Regions from separate parts of the Macaca mulatta genome. Here region 2 is linked to region 1. A link is a contact called in public Hi-C data. All regions are on one chromosome and are shown on one strand. Each heading gives the region's core, a stretch centred on a gene start, on an enhancer-like site or on the middle of the called end of the contact. The rest is flanking DNA. Distances are from core to core; before and after follow the strand shown. Region 1 overlaps CORO1C (coronin 1C). Region 2 holds the start of CORO1C (coronin 1C).

What was found. A called contact is a pair of places that touch in the nucleus more often than the background predicts.
Region 2: a contact with region 1 is called in a Hi-C map of fetal cortex germinal zone, with 2.6 times the contacts expected there. The contact joins the promoter of CORO1C here to the enhancer-like site in region 1. A contact is called at or near these places in 4 of 14 Hi-C or Micro-C datasets (cortical neurons, fetal cortex germinal zone, fetal cortical plate and 1 more).

The regions. Positions count from the first base shown.
Region 1 is chr11:115,799,650-115,803,268 of T2T-MMU8v2.0, reverse strand. The region is part of intron 3 of CORO1C (coronin 1C); the gene reads left to right. Among named protein-coding and RNA genes, the nearest start is that of SELPLG, 31 kb to the right of the region's middle. Within about 2 kb of position 1,993, at least 5 of the 40 cell types and tissues checked have an H3K27ac peak or open chromatin away from gene starts, as enhancers often do. A contact at or near this core is called in fetal cortex germinal zone, where this site is marked.
Region 2 is chr11:115,866,727-115,870,260 of T2T-MMU8v2.0, reverse strand. It overlaps CORO1C (coronin 1C), which reads left to right and starts at 1,306. Exons shown (of 11, transcript NM_001265934.1): 1 at 1,306-1,403.

The sequences.
Region 1 (3,619 bases), core at 744-3,243:
CAGCACAGTAAGCCATGAGCATGGCCTATTTTACAACTTAGGAAACAGGCTCAGAGAGTGACAGTTTTGTCAAGGGTCACACAGCTGTTAAAAGGCCCAGCCAGACCCAGATCTGTCTAGCTCCAAAGAAAGCCCCATGCTCTTCTCCCTCATTGCAGTATTTCCTAGTAGGGTAGTGTTTTGGGGCATGCAAAATGTTTGAGCTCATTTAACCCTTCTAGTAACCCCTGAGTAAGCACAGCTGTCCCCAGTATCAAGGAAATTCAGGCTCCCGGAAGTGAAATCCCTCCTTAATGCTGACATGACCAATTAGTGTCCCAGCTCTGACAGGAGCCTGTGTCTTCTGACACCCAGACCAGCATCCCATATTACATACAAAAGGGCCAAACATGTACCAAGTGGTGCTTCTGTTTGTTGTTGTCCCTGAGCTGCAGGAACATCAGTCCAAACCTGCAAGCCGTCACCCGAAGTAGCAGACAACCCTGAAGAGGGCAGAGAGCCACATCATGACAGTCCTGTGAGCAGGGCCTGTGGGCGCCAGCCAGAGCACATGTATGCTGGTGTGGAAAGACCTGCAGACCGCCCCCAAGCCCCCAGCTCTTTCCACAGTCCACTGTAGAGAACACCATCCCCTCTTTACCAGTGGATGCAAGAATTCAATTGTCTTCTCGTTTCATATCAGAGACTTTTTCACTCAACTTTCTTCTCACATTGCAGTCCTTGTGCTTACAGTATTATTAGCTTTTTCACTCTGATGCTTTTTCCCTAGCAGCTCCTGAGCCAGCTTCTTTATGGCATTGTTTAAATGCTGCATGCACTTTTTAGAAAATTGTTCTACACATCTGTGTTTTTTATTTTGAGACTGGATATTCAATTTCTCCTTATTTTCTTCTCTACTTTCACCTAAGTCTTGTTCATCCTTAGAGGTCACCTCCTCAGGGAGCCCTCCTTGGTGAACCAAGCTTGCTTAGCAGGAAGCTTATTTCATAGTAGTGCGGTTGGCTTATGCCAGCACAGCACTGGTTGCACTGTATGGCTCCTAGTGAATATACAGGCAATAATAACAACTAACACCCAGTGTCTGCCTTACGCCAGGCATTCTTCTAAATGTGTCAGTTTCATGTCACCATGTTAGTCTTCAAATCGCCTCACAGAGGGCAGGTTCAATATTAAGTCCTGGAAAGGTTAGGTGAATGTCCCCAAGGTCACACCACTGATATGTGACTGAATCAGGAATTCAGTCACATCAGTCTGGCCAGAGCCCATCATCTCAGCCCTGCTGTGTACTGTCTCTGCATTCTGGAGGCACTATGTGTGTGTCTGGCTCTGTGCTGAGGGTTAATTCCTTAAATCTCTTAGCACACTTCTCAGGCATAGGTACTAATGTTTTCTCTATGCAGTGATGTTTGCCAGGATCATCACAGTAAGTAGCCCAGGCAGGATTTGAACCAGACTCTGCCTGACTCTGGTGCTCACTCTCTAACCCTCTGTATCACACCACTTGGATTTGTTGTCTTTGATTTTCAGTCTGATAGAAGTCTCTGCTTTCTGTTAGACCATCAACTTCTCAAGAGCAGGGCCTGTATTTAGTTACCCAGTACTAGATGGGTTACAAGAAAATTTATTGTAACTCATTAAACGTGTTACAAGAAAGAGTTAACCAAGGTAGTAAAATGGGTTAAGTGCTTGTCTTATGTGCATAAACCCAGCCGAGGGAACCATTAAACCAGCTGGAGGTGAGGTAAAGAAGGAACACACAAAGTTTCCTTATTTTAAAAATTAAATGTTTTGCTTCATCATTAAAATTTTCTTTTAATCCAGGAAAAGATGATGGGGAGAAGCTAGAGAAAGGAAAAGGTTGAGTCCCCATTATGAGCTCTGCTTCTGCCCTCATATTTTAAGGTTGGAAATGCTGATTATAACCAAAGCCTCCCATCACTCCACATCTCATTAGTGATTTGGAGAACGCACTGGCTGTGCTCAGAGTTAGACACAGAAGCGTTTTCAGTCCTTGCGAGGAAACCCAGCAGGCCATGGTTGGGGTGCCATCTGGAGATCGAAGGTGGTATTACCACTCTGTCAGTTCTAAGTGGGGTCACAGTGCATCTTGCAAAATGCATTTCCTGTTGAGTCACTAAAGTCCCATTTCATAATTGTTTTTCTGTCGACTTCATGCTTTGATCAAATTAATAGTCACTGTTTTCTGTGTGTTCTGTTCAAAATGTCAGTCCTGCTTTATATTCAAATAGTCAAGTTCAATGTGGAGTTGTTTCACTAATCATAAATTCTTGAACAAAAATAGTGCATATCAGGATGAAAGCTGACATGCAGTGCTGGAGGAGAGCAGATGCCCACATTCTCCACAGGGGAAAGAGGCCTGGGTCAAGGTCTGTTCCGCAGAGGATCCTTTTCCTTCTATGCTTGTTCACACCTGCCTTGCTTAAAATTTGCTGAATGATGGTGGGGCTTTGGGGAAATTAGGTGATGTTCTAAACTTGGGCCCTCAAAATGCAGGTTTATTTTTGCCATGATTTGCATAAGGGGTTATATTTAGTCTGGGCAGAATTGAGCTGTAAAAATGAACAAATCACTCAACTCATGACCTTTTCCCACTCTTCAGAATGGCAAACTTTTCTCATTTTTTTGCAGGACAGTTGAACTGAGCTGAACCCTAAACACTCATCCAGTCTAGATCTCTGCCTTCCACTAAGCAATTGAAAACAGACAATTGTTTGTCCCTTCTTTAAAGTTCCCACAAAGGAAAATTCTGTTTCTCACGTGTTCTAGTGTTGAACATGATTTTTCACTGACAAGTTCTTAAATTTTTCATGAGCTAGTTCCTCAAAATAATTTTCTGATGGTAAATTTACTTGTTTTAATCTTCATGTAGAAGATAATGATTTTAAACGTTAGCTTTTTCATAAGCTTAAATACTATTTAATATCTGGTCTTCTGTAGGGTTCTTGATGCTACTCAGCTTACCTGTAACTCAGCCCTTTTCTTAGAGGTTGTTTGTTTCTTAACCCTTTGAAACCTTTCTCTTCCATTGTTAAACGTAAAGTCTTTCATTCCTTCCACTCATACTTTCCCTGTCCCTTTCTCCCCCTGTGCCCAGGCATGTCCTCAGTTAAGATATGGCGAGTCTTCTGCATGTCTTCACCAGTCAAGAGGATTTTTTTAAGTCACAAGTTTTATTGAGATATAATTCACATATAATTCACTCATTTAAAATGTACAATTCACTGATTTTTAGAATATTCACAACCATCACCACAGGCAATTATAGAAAATTTTCATCACCTCAAATAGAAACCCAAATCCTTTAGCTATCACCCCTCTACCTGTCTCCCTCCACACTCCCCAACACTAAGCAACCACTATTCTACTTTCTGTCTTCATGGATTTGCCTCTGCTGGACATTTCACATACGTGGAATCCTGCAATATGCGGTCTTCTATGTCTGGCTGCTTTCACTTTGCACAATGTTTTTAGAGTTTGCTCATGTTGTAGCATGTATCAATACTTCATTCTTTTTTATGGCCAAATAATATTCCAGTGTATGAATATGTCACATTTTGTTTAGCCATTTATCAATAGATGGATATTTGGGTTGTTTCCA
Region 2 (3,534 bases), core at 57-2,556, 68 kb before region 1:
CCCTGTGAGGGAGGGGCTGTTATTATCCCCATTTTACAGATAAAGAAACTGACCCTAAGAGAGAATTTGCTGTGATAGCTGTCTTAGTTCAGGTCGAGCCTGATTTAAATAACACACGTTTCTGAGGCCGACGCTTAAAATAAAAAAAATCCCCCTGTGAATGGCAAAGATGTCTTGTTTGGGAAACAAGTAGCCCTACCCCTCAGTCAATTCGGTTCCCCAGGCTCTGTTTTCTCAAATCTCGGTATTTCAGAGCTTAGTATTTCAGAAACGGATTTTGGCTATTAACAGGACAATTTCTTCATGCTAAAGATTAGGGAACTCTGGCCCAGAGAGGTAAGAGAACTATCCCAGGTCACACAGTCTGACGGCAGCAGAGCTGAGGCTCAAATTCCTGTGCTCCGACTTTCAGGCCCGGGCCGCCGAGTTATTAAGGGACTCCGGCCAGGGAAAGGAAGGGAGGAACCCTGAAGTTTCCATTCCCTCACCTGCGAAATGGGGTCAATCACGGGCCCTCTTTGGTGTTACGTGGGTGTGGCCCAGCCCAGGGGCGGACACCCTGCACTAGGAATGTGACAATGGACGGTTCAGGGAGGGCTGGAACTTCGGCAGTCCTCAGGGGAGGTGGTGGGAGTGTGTGACGGAGCCAGGGCGGAGCCTCGGGGGCCAGAGGCGTGGATTCGCGAATTCGGGGCGGGGCTTGAGGTTTAAACGTTGAGATCGGGCAGTGGGCGGGGCTTGAGATGCTAGGAATAGGGTTGCAGTCCTTGGGCGGGGCTTCTGGAAGACGGGGCGGGGCTTTGTGAGGCTGCTGGGCGAGTTCTGAAGCAGTGGGAGGGCAGCCGGGCTTAGGGAACCAGGAGGCTGCTTTAAGGACTTGGATAGGCAGTGCGCGGGGCTCAGAAGAGCTAATGTTCCTGTATTAAGGGATTCTGGGGGAATCTTTGAGGAGCTAGGGGACGTGGCCTCGCAGAGCCTAGCGGGTCAGTGAGCGGGGCTCTAACAACCCGGCTCCGGGGTCTAAGGAGCAGTGGGCGTGGCTCAGAGGCGCCTGTGGGCGTGGCCCTCTGGCCACTCAGATGACTGGAGAGCTGGGCGTGCGCTTGGGCACCGTCTGCATCCCTCGGCACGACCAGAGGGGGCGTAGCAAGGCGTGGAACGTGGGGTGGGAAGCGGGCTTCCCCTCCCGGAAATGGGCGTGGCGTGCCGCAGCCCGGCAGCCCTGGTTGGGCCCCGCGCGGTGCGGGGGCGGGGCCTACACGCGGTGGCGGGGGCGGGGGCGGCTGCCCGCGCCCCTCCCCCTCACAGCGCTCAGTGCCAGGCGGGAGGCGGCAGCGGTTGGAGGCTTCGCCCTGCTTTGCAGCAGGGACTTCGGCGGCGGCGCCTCAGGCACCTCGGCCCGGGTGAGCGGCGCGCGCCCGACGGGGCAGCCTGAGAGCGAGTCGGGCGGGCGGACCTGTCCTCTGAGCCTGTGCCTGCGCGGGCTGACAGGAGCCGGCGGGGCGAGGGGCAGGGCTGGGTGGAGGGGACAGGGCTGGGTGGGCGTGCGGGGCGCGGGTTCACGGGCTGGGGTGCAAGGGGTTAGGCTGGGGGCTGCTGTCGGGGGCTCGGGGAAACGGAGTTGGGGACCGAACCAGGTGGCGTGGGAAGCGTGAAGCAGGGTCCCTGTGGGGAGGAGGCTTTCGAGGTCCGGAACGCTCCTAGCCGGGTGCGGAGCCGCCGGCCGAGGTGGGACGCGGCTGCCCAGGGAAGGCTTTTAGGGGTCAGGGATCGCCTGCTCGGGAGAGGTGCTGGGAGGGAAGGGCTGCTCCGGGCGAGGCGCAGAGCCCTGGGGCTTCAGGCCTGGGGACTGGGTTTGGGCCGCCCCAGGGAGCGAGTGGGTGGGGGCGGGCAGGGGCTGGGCTCACGTGGGGCCAAGGCGAGCTGGGCCCTGCGTCGGGAGGGGCGAGGGTGGCCGCCTGGCCTGCGGGTTTCCTGGCTTTGGGTGCGAGGCCAGCTCTGGGCCCTGCAGATCTCGGTTGGGGGTCAGGCAGGGCGGGGCAGGGCTGGAGCTGGAGTAATGTGGGTGGGGGCGGCTTGGGTAGAGGCTGAGCCTGGCCAAGGGAGCAGAGGGCTGGGACTGGCTGGGGGTTGGGAGGGGAGGAACGAAGCCGGAAGACTGTCGTCCGAGTGAACTGGGTGATTCAGAGGTGTGTTCCCCTAATAGCGGGGCAGCTGGCGAGGGACGCAGTAAAAGGGAGCGAGGTGCAGGTGGGGCCCCGCTGCGCCGAAATGATTGAGGATGAGGTCAGACGTGGAGGGTGGGAATGCAGAAACCGAGCTCTCCCGCCTGTCCCCACCGGCGCACGCTCCCCAGCTCTCCGTCTCTCAAATGATTTGAATGTGTGGGGGGAAGTGGCAGGCTGCGGTGAGAGCCGAGAAGAAAGGGGCTTCCTCTTGGAGGGAGGCGCTGGCCCTGCCATCCTTTTTTGGGAGTGTTCAAAGAATTTTGAACGCTGGAAAAGGAATCGTAGGCTTTACTGCATCACGGTTTAGAAACACATCCTATATTTGGCCGTAATGTAGGCTGCCCTTGTTTTGTGGTGTCTGAAGTGCTTGCTCTAAATGTTGCAAACGTGGGATTCAGAGTGCGAAGCAAATTGCAAGTTGTTCATTTCCCCCGGCATAGTAAGATACAAAGGCTTTTCCCTCCTATAAGACATTTGAAAAGAATTGAATGTAGTGTGCGTTTAATAAACTGGTCTTGGGTGGCGAATATATTTACTCTTGGAAATAGTTATCACAAAATATTAGGCCCTCTTACCGCAGCCTTTCTGCCTGGAATTACATTCTAAAACAGTACTTGTAGGGCTCTTAGTCACTCTATATAATAATGCATCTCATTGTCCTTATCTGGCAGAACGTTCTCCTGACACCAGGGCCTGCTGGAATAGACAGAAACATGATTAAGTATAAGCAGTTGCTTTGTACCGTCTGTTCAGTTGTGAAGGCAAATAGATATCTGTTTAATATTAATTCACTTTCTGCATTCCCTGTAAAACTGAAGAAATGTGCAAAATCTATTTTGGACTTGGTTCTATACATTTCAGATGATTTAAGGAAACTAATATTTTTGGTTTGGAGGTATGTTTCACAGTCATAATGTTTGGCTATGAAGCATAATAGCAAACATTGGATCTGAGAAGTCGCGTAAATAAGTAGGGAAAAAAGTGAAATAAAACTGAGAATTGTGTTGTACCTTAGGTCTTGAAGTGCAGCGTTTTGTGGTGGAGGGTAGTCGTGTGTACTGAGGATCGAACAAAGATTTGGTATAAACGTCAGGAACACACGTTTTTGACAAATACAGAACCTATCTTGTCCATATTTATTTTGATTATTTGTGAAAGTTACATTAAAGCCTGATGAATTTTAATAGATACATATCGATGAAACATCACTGCACACAATATTGAATTTTTCGTGATCCTTTGTTACTTTGCCTGCAGATTGTGCTAATCAGCATTTATGTTTGTTTATGTATAGTTTAGGATTAGA